2 separate regions of the Sus scrofa genome follow, and region 2 is linked to region 1. The links are chromatin contacts, called in public HiChIP or PLAC-seq maps. All regions are on one chromosome and are shown on one strand. The core of a region is the stretch at or near the end of the contact, and the rest is flanking DNA. Distances in the headings are between cores, read along the strand shown.

The links. HiChIP or PLAC-seq counts read pairs in DNA pulled down with a chosen protein or histone mark.
Region 2: a contact with region 1 is called in an H3K27ac HiChIP or PLAC-seq map of skeletal muscle. The contact joins the promoter of DHRS3 here to the enhancer-like site in region 1. A contact is called at or near these places in 4 of 5 promoter capture datasets (fetal liver, fetal skeletal muscle, liver and 1 more), 6 of 47 Hi-C or Micro-C datasets (embryonic fibroblasts, epiblast stem cells, fetal liver and 2 more) and 2 of 2 datasets of contacts at active chromatin or transcription factors (alveolar macrophages and skeletal muscle).

What each region holds. Positions count from the first base shown.
Region 1 is chr6:72,450,119-72,454,477 of Sscrofa11.1, reverse strand. The region is part of intron 64 of VPS13D (vacuolar protein sorting-associated protein 13D); the gene reads right to left. Among named protein-coding and RNA genes, the nearest start is that of DHRS3, 150 kb to the left of the region's middle. Within about 2 kb of position 2,082, at least 11 of the 83 cell types and tissues checked have an H3K27ac peak or open chromatin away from gene starts, as enhancers often do. A contact at or near this core is called in fetal liver, fetal skeletal muscle and skeletal muscle, where this site is marked.
Region 2 is chr6:72,596,747-72,601,105 of Sscrofa11.1, reverse strand. DHRS3 (short-chain dehydrogenase/reductase 3) reads left to right here and starts at 1,873. Exons shown (of 6, transcript XM_021095382.1): 1 at 1,873-3,116. The coding sequence starts at 2,922.

The DNA of each region.
Region 1 (4,359 bases), core at 833-3,332:
CCTAGCTACAGTGAAAGGCTCCGAGGAATGGAATGTCCTTCAGAGGGCCTGCTATTACCCTGGCAAAGACAGCACTGATTTCCCCCTTCTTCCACTGAAGGACGCTTTAGCACATACCACGCTTGTGAATTCTGGCCACAGTCCAAAGCCATTAATTTCTGTAAAGCCATATTTTCAGCAAGGGGGTAAAAATCTCAAAAATATCTCAAGATGCCAGTTCTACTGTGTAGCTGACACACGCTACGATCAGTACCCCCCTTTCCAAAAATAATCCCACTGCCTACACAGAAATGGAGCCACGACAAATTAGCCTGGGTTTGGGACCTGGCTCGGAACAGGGGATTTATAAAACTGAAATTCAAGGAGATGCTGGAGTGATGCAAGAGAAAAAAATTCACACTGCGTCCCTCTGTTTGGTCCTATCAGTTTCCCTGGCCCTTTTAGGATATTCTGCAAGCATGAGATGCCAAAGATAGTTGGCCAGTGTCACAGGAGCCTGGGCTTGAATTTCTCCCCAGCTCTGGGGTTCTTCTTTCACAGTTATTTACCTAATGGAAATTTCCTCTTTAGTATCCTTGCTCCATGAGGAATTGCTGGTGACAGCATCTTTCTGGTCACCAGGGCAGATGCGACCACAGAACAGAAGTGATAGGAGTCTGCCTGTGAGGGACAGTCCTGCCTTCTTCCAGGAGGCTGTACAGCCATAGGACTCAGTCGCCAGCATAGCCCCAAATCTGATCAGCATCCCCTGCAACAAGAGATGCTAGAAGGTGGAAACCCAGAACCCCCAGTGACCCTGTGCCTGAAGGAAGTCCACTGACGAGAAGTCTGCGGGGGCTGCCCGGATACAGACAAAGGCAGGGGCAAGAGTCAGGTTCTTCCTCTGCCACTTACCAAATATGCATCTTGGTGAAAGCTGCTCAACTTATTGGAACCTCAGTGCGGTTTTGAAAAAACGAGTCTAAAGGGCTGCCTTGAAGGGTTAAGGAAATCATGCAAAATGCCCACACAGTGTCTAGCACACATGGGGTCAGGGATTGTCCCAAGTTTCTTACAAGCAATCTGGAGGCTTAAACTTCAGAGTCATTTTCGACTCTGCCAGTTGACTGGTAGGAAAACCTCCTTCAAGTCATGTAAGATCTAAGTCACTTCAAAACTGATGTTTTCAGCACTTCACTCATATTGTTAACATATTCAAGCTTAAAAGGATTCTGGAAGTGTGAGTTCTGCCTTGACATTGAAAAACCCTTTTGGTGGTACTTGTGATCAGGGCAGGGTTAAAGGAGAACGTGATCCAACAAGCAGTGGCTGTCTGTTGATGACACAGGGCGAACCAAACAGCTGGTCCTCACTTAGCTAACAGTGGAGGAGCGCGCTGGGACTCTGAAAACTGGGTAAAGAAGAAATCAATAGCTAAGGTGACTAAGAAGGAATAGCCAGTTGTGAAGGAAGAAATCCACAAAAATGTCCTGTCACAGAGCCAAGCAAGCAGAAGTCAAGAGGTGAACTTGAAAAGAGTAGTGTTGGTAGAGACTAATAACAAAAGCCATCTTAGAGTGGACTGGCATTAGGGAAAAAAAGGCATGGCACAAGTTGCAATTTAGCAAGAAAGAGGTATTTTTGGACCCCAGATCTCTATCCACTAGAAGTGGGGCAGGTTTGTCTGTTTTCAGCTCTACTTGGTTATAATGATGTACAGTCCTGAGAGTAAAAAGAGAAATGAGAAAGAATCCCAAAGAGACCCTGAATAAGAATGGTGGACATTTTAAAGCTAGGACTGGCATTCTACTCCAGTTAATACGCCTAAGCCAATGACCTTGGGTTTGTTTTGTTTTTTTTTCTGGTGGCAGGGGGTGGGGGGGTTGCCTCTGGAGATCTAAAAAGCCCTCCTACCCTAAGAAATACACCATGTTGCTATTTCACGGGTGAACACTTATCAGGCAACAGACACTCCTTTTCAGTTAAGAAACAAAGTCATCTTAAACCACCCAGAATTATCTCAGCACACAAGGTCTAAACATAAGCAACAAGTCAGACCTCAAGACAGTCCCGGTTCCTAACAAGCCCAAGACACACGCCTGCTGAATTGGCAAGTCTCTCTTGTTCTTCTGCAATGCTGACCCAGTTATGAACTCAGATGTTGTTTCAGATTAATCTAGAAGCTCGGAGTGGTTTGAAGCACTCTGGGAATAGGATTTTGCTTTTTTTTGCAAAGGACTGGTAGAGTTTGCAGTAAGGCTAAAGGCACAGAAATAAATAGAATACACACAGGTAGCAACAAGAAGACTGATTTTCAGCAACAGACATGTATCATGGTTTAGTCAAATCCAGTTTTCTCCGTTTTCCCCACTGGTTATGCAGCATTGCATGGGAAGGACAGACCTCTAAGCCTGGCTGTGGGTGTGATGGTGTCCTGGCTTTAGCTCTGCTCAGCCAGGCCTCGTTGCGGGCTTCCCCCCAGAAGGGGAAGGGGACCGCTGAGGAGCCATCATCCGCTTGTCTATAGCTGAAAACCCTGAGAAGCATGCGGGGTGGGGGTGGGGGGGAGAGGGGCAGAGGCGCTTTCCCTACAACGGGTGCTGGTCAAGGGGTTACACCTTCCCACCCCACGCGGCCTCCATCTGCCAACAAGGTCCAATGGGCAGAGATGGCCTGTGCTCAGGACTGAAGCGTGAGAGGGGCCGTGCCGCGGGGGGATAAATCTCTCCAGGATGGTTATACACACGCCTGACTTGGCAGATGAGTTATTTCAACACTAGGAAAGCACACAGGCTTTGGGGAGCAAGGAGTCCAGATCTCAGTATCAGCCAGGTGAACATGAGCAAAACACACACTCTCGACGGGGATCAGCATCTTCATCTCTAAGACAAGGAGGACGCCACCCACAGCGTTGCCGGGTTAATTCAGAGACCGTGGTTTTAAAAATACTTGGGGGGAGAAAGCACAAAGCCACGTGCAAATGTCAAGGGTTATTCCTGCACATCCCTTCCTTTCCTCTCCCCGCCCTCCCCAGCTGAGTCCCGCATGTCTCATCCTGTAATATAGGAGTCACCTCTCACCCGTTCTGGAACAAAGGCAAAAGCATAAAGAAGTCAATTATAAATAGACGAACATCTCAAAATGTAGAAATTTAGAAATGAGACGGAACATTTCACAATAGAAAAGAAGCTCCAACTTATCTCATTCCCAGTCACAAGGACTTCATTCTTGTAAAGCACGCTATATTTCAAATGAATAGCTATATTCTCTTTAATGCCAAAGGCTGGGAAGAAAGGAGAGGGTGACATCATAAATTGTAATCATAGATGCCAGGCACCCGTTTAAGCTGAGCTTCTTACCAAAAAAGTCAAGGTTGTGTTTTTCAAGGGTTTGAAATTTTTTTTTTTTTTTTTTTTTTTTTTTAGGGCTACACCTGAGGCATACAGAGGTTCCCAGGCTAGGGGTCTAATCGGGGCTACAGCTGCTGGCCTACACCACAGCCACAGCAACATGGGATCTGAGCCACATGTGTGACCTACACCACAGTTCACAGCAATGCTGTGAGGGAGGCCAGGGATCGAACCGCAACCTCATGGTTCCTAGTCGGATTCGTTTCTGCTGCACCATGATGGGAACTCCAAGGGTTTGAAATATCTTGACAAGATTTTTTAGAAAAGAAGTCTTTCCCCAACTGGTTTCTTCAAATAAATGAAGTTTTAAGTGAGCACGCAGCAGACCAGGTAAAGGAGAGCTTCCACGTGCTGAAGGCCAAAGATAACTTCGAGAACTGTAAACACAGGCCAGCGGTGTTTACTGGGTCTCAGGCATTGTTCTAAGGCTTTGACACCTATGAAATCATTTATTAGTTTAACCCTCACAACCACCCTATGAAGCGGATTCTATTATTACCCAGTTGTACAGAGGAAACTGGCAAGACCACGGGTGGAGGGAATGAGTGAAACAGGAGAGGGAAGTGAAGAGGTACAGGCTTCCAGTTACAAGATAAGTGAGTCATGGGGATAAAAGGTACCGAGTGGGGAAGAGAGTCAATCATGTAATATCTTTGTGGTGACAGATGATAACCAGACTTGAACGGGACCATTTTGAAATGCAGAGAAAGAGCACATCTCCGTGGTGTACACCAGGAACCGTCAATTACACGCCAACACTCAAACAAACTTACAGGAAAAGAGATCAGATTTGTGGTTCCCAGAGGCAGAGGGTGGCGAGAGAGGGAACTGGACAAAGGTGTCAAGAGGTATAAACTTCCAGTTAGAAGACACGTAAGTACCAGACATGTAATATACAATATGGTTCATATATTAACACTGCGGTAGAATATATATGAACGCTGCTAAGAGAGTAAACTGTGGAGTTCCT
Region 2 (4,359 bases), core at 624-3,123, 150 kb before region 1:
CCATCATCTTCACAAGCCCTTTTAGGCTCGGAGTGTTAACCTTAGGTGGGGAGAAAAGCCTGGAAGAAAAATGAGAGCTGGTACGAACACAGAAGGCTGGAGGCGCCGTGTCGCATCCAGACCACTAGGCGGCGGCGAGGATAACATATGAGAATAGGCTGAGCGCAGGGGTTCCGGCTCCAGACTCGACCAGTGGTCTTCTAGGCAGCGGAGGTGGGGGCAGACACCAGCCACTACTGGCTGGGAAGAGCCTGTCTCCCCAGGGTTGGGATTTTTTTTTTTTTTTTTTCCCATTTTACAGGCCTCCAAAGTGGGAGGAGGCCATCACTTTGACAGAGTCCTGCCTTTAGCCTTTAGCCGTGGCCTGAGTCTGTAAAGCTCATGGCCTGCCTTTCGGTCCTACTTTTGGAGGCTTGCATGGAGGCAGGAGAAGGGAGGCAGGAGGGTCCCGGGTGGGGTGGGGTGGGAAGAGGAATCCGGTCTGGACTTGGATCCCTCCCTCCCACACTACCTGGCAGATGGGGTTAATGATACCCCTTTCAGGTCAGTGGGAAGATTAAATTTCAGAATCTAAGCCCTCAGTTTCTCATCCAGCCCCTCTCCCAAACCCTTCTAGCTCTTCCAGTGGTCCAGATAACGATTTTCCCAATTCACCTGGAAGGATGAGCCGGCCTGTAGAACACCCCCCCTCACACCAGGCCTGCGAACTAAAGGGTCTTTGCAGCCCAGGGAGGAGGTAAACCCCAGCCACCCCCTCCCCCAAATACGCCTTTCTCACCAGATGCTCAGCAGATCGTGCAGGCAGAGCACTGATTCCAGCACACCCAGCACTGCTGAATCAGAACGTCTGGGGCACGGTGAGGCCCAGCACTCCGCGTCTGAACAAGCCTCTTGCTGGAGAAGGGCTGCCCCAGATTACAGGGCACCTGCCTGGCCCACCCTCTCTCCTCCTGGCCTGGGACATCAGGGGCAGCAGGAGGCAAGTCCCATCAGCACTTTTAGCTGGGACTGCTTTTTAGTGACTCACCTCCCAGACTTCCTGCAACAGACAACTCTAAATAGAGTCAGGTCCCCCCAACACACACACACACCCCAGCGGGCCCAGCCCCAACAGGGGAGACCTTCTTGTTTGGGGGGAAAACAGGAGGTGCCAAGGTGGGTGCCCCAAAGAGAGGAGTTTCTGCCTGCACAGCACAGGGGGCACTGGTTTAGCACATTTTGTTTACAGGCCTTTGTTATTAAGGAAATTGCTGTCAGTCAAGGTAATTCTAGCCCAGATGAGCAATAAATACGCTCCCAGCTAATCTTTCAGGGATTTTATTGGCACCTTGGGGGCAGAGGTTCCTTTACCCTGCCCACCCCCTGCCCCTCAAAGCAAAACCCTACTCCCCAGCTGCTCCCCCCCACCCCAGCTACTTGAACAACTCGGGGCATGTTTAGAAAGTGCACTCTAAAGTTAAGACAGGAGGCCTCTGGGCAAAGGTCGGAAGTGGCTTCCTGGTCCTACCTGGAAGCAGGGGATGGCCAAAGGATCTGAAATAAACCCTGGGCGACCTGATGGCTTGAGGCGAGCGCGAGCTCCTCTGGGCCTGCCCAGCACGCAGAGGGGGTCACCTGGCCTGCGGGCGCCTCTGTTCGGGGAGATCGCATCCCAGGCAGGGAGGAATGTCTCAAGGAGGGAGCCGGCTCGCAGGAGTCGGTTCCGGCGTGTGAGTTGCGGCGGCGAGCCCTCAGGGACACTGCCGGCAAGCCCTGGCCTGCAGAGACGGGGAGCCGGCCGGGGGAGAGCGCGAGTCGGAGCGAGCCCGAGTGCGCGCCCGCGCGCGCGCCCCGAGACTGCGTAGGGGGAGGGGAGCCCGCGGCAGCCACTCACAGGAACGGTAGTGAAGCCTCTGAACAACTTTAACTGTCAATCAGACTTAATGGAGTATTTAAAAAAATGGGGGGGGGGCGCCCTCTTGCTCCTCTCCGCGGCTGCCCCGGGAGCGAATGGATAAGGCGCCGGAGAAGAGGGAGTCCGATCCACGCGCGCTCCGCACCCGGGCCCTCTCCAAGTTGGAAAGGACAAAAAGAAGGCAATAAATGCTTACAAGGGAGAGAGAGGGAGCCGGATCGAGCGGCAACTCCCAGGCTCCGCTGGAAGAGAGAGGGAGGGAGGGAGCCGGAGAGAGCGAGCGCGCGCGAGGGCGAGCCATGCACGTAAAGAAACTGACACCCGGACCCCCCACTTCTCCTGCACGTTGCTGGCAATCAGATCGCTTTTAAGCAATTTCCTGAGCCCAAGAATAGCAATGAGACGGGAGACTTTTGCGGACTGAAATTGGGAGCTACAAGCACTTCCCCCCCCCCGCCCCCCAGCACACACACTGTTTTTTCCCCTGAAGAAGGGGTGGGGGGCGCTGCAATTTGGAAACAGCTCTTTTTTTTTTTTTAGTCTTGCACTTTGAAACCGCGGGACTGTAGCAGGGTGCGCGCGTGTGGTTGGTGCTTTTTTTTTTTTTTTTTTTTTTTTTTTTCCTTCCCTGCCTAAACTCCTCTGTCAGCCTGTAAACATTACCTGAGAATTCCCCAGCCGAAACGGCTGCTGGGGCAAGAAAGTTCTTGTTAGAACTTTCCACCTCCGGCTTCCCCTCCACCTCTCTTACTGTCCCAACCTTCTGAGACGCTTTTTCTCCTCCCGAGGATTTATCTCTTTCTCTCTCTCTCTCTCTCTTTTTTTTTTTTTTTTCCCCTTTTCCCACCCGATGCTTGCTTTGCATTTGGGAAGAGGTGATTTCTAGAGTGGCCAGGTGGGACGCCTCTCTTCCCCCTTATTTGGTTTATTTATTATTGTTGGGGGGGTATTTTCTTTTTTAAGTCCTATTTTGTTCGGTCCGGGGAGTTTCGCCCCCCCACCCCTGCCCGGCTCCGCGGCGCGGAGGATGGTGTGGAAATGGCTGGGAGCGTTGGTAGTGTTCCCTCTGCAGATGATCTATCTGGTGGTGAAAGCTGCCATCGGACTGGTGCTGCCCGCCAAGCTGCGGGACCTGTCGCGGGAAAACGTCCTCATCACCGGCGGCGGGAGAGGCATCGGGCGCCAGCTCGCTAGGGAGTTCGCAGAACGCGGCGCCAGAAAGGTACCGGGGCACCGCAACTCCAGGGGGTGGGGGCTGAAGGCGAGGGCGACCTCGGGGGTAGGGGGTGCGCCCACCTGCCACCGCTGCCAGAACCAGGGAGCAGGGTCTGAAAGTCGCCGGCCACCCTACTTTTCTGCGCCACCCGCGAGTGCTGAGCTAGTCAGTTTCACCTTGTACATTTCCCGGGGCACCAGCCAGTCTTTTTTGGCAGGTCCGGAGCTGACCAGCTCCTTTGGGCTCTGTAGCTGGTTGTTCAGCCCTGCTTCGAAACTTAGCCGACTCACCCGTTTCCCACATTCCTCCCTCCCGAAGGAAGGTGGTGTGTTTTCCCTCTCGCCTTTCCCTCTTTTACCGCCACGCTGGTGAATGCAGGGTGTGTGCGCTCCTGGGTAGAGCAGAGAGCCGCCTGCGAGCTGGTGCTTCGTATTTTCCTTGGCAGCTCGCTTCCCAGCCCCAACCTGGGCGGCTGCAGCTCTGGAGACTGGAAGAGTGGGGCTACTTGATTTGGGTTTGAAAAGGGGGAAGCAGTGTTGGATGGTCTAGCCTAAGCTTATAGGCACTTCGGAGGCCCAGGTGTTTGGAAATCTGGAAAGAAGGGACAGGGGTGACCAGCTGATGATAAAGAGCCCTTGTTCTCATTTCAATGCTGCCTCTGCCCCCTACCCCAAATCCAGCCTCAGAGAGGATCTCTTCCCTTTAAAGGGGGGGCGGGTGACCCCGTGGTGAGCCCCCCGACGCCCACAACACCCAAGCGCCGCCTTTCACTTTTTGGTAGTCCCAGAAGCTCTTCCTCCGGTTTTCCCAGACCTGGTGCCTGTGAGTGGGGAGGGTGAGCCAGCTGTCACCCAACTCCTACCCAAGTCGGGCTGACTCACCCAGTGACTAGAGCATTAGAGAGAGAGATTTGAGGCCAGCAGGCTGGGCTGTCTCCAGCCAGCCCTGTGAAGAGGAAGAGCAAAAACAGGGAATTAGTTTGAAATTTAAACTGTTTTGAGCGAGGTCGGGGCGAGGGGGGGCCGGCAGAGCCAGCTGATCTGACACGGAGCCACATACCTAGGGGATTAAGTAAATATGTACTGTAGAAAACCAAACCTGCATGTAATTCCAGGTTGCTTTTGTTTTGTTAAATGCTGCCCTGAGATTTACAATTCCTCCGGGGTGGCTCTGACTGGGACTGAACTTTGGAGCCTGAACTATCGGCCAAAGCCGATTGCCGATTAACTCTTCCTTCCCCGGGGCCCGG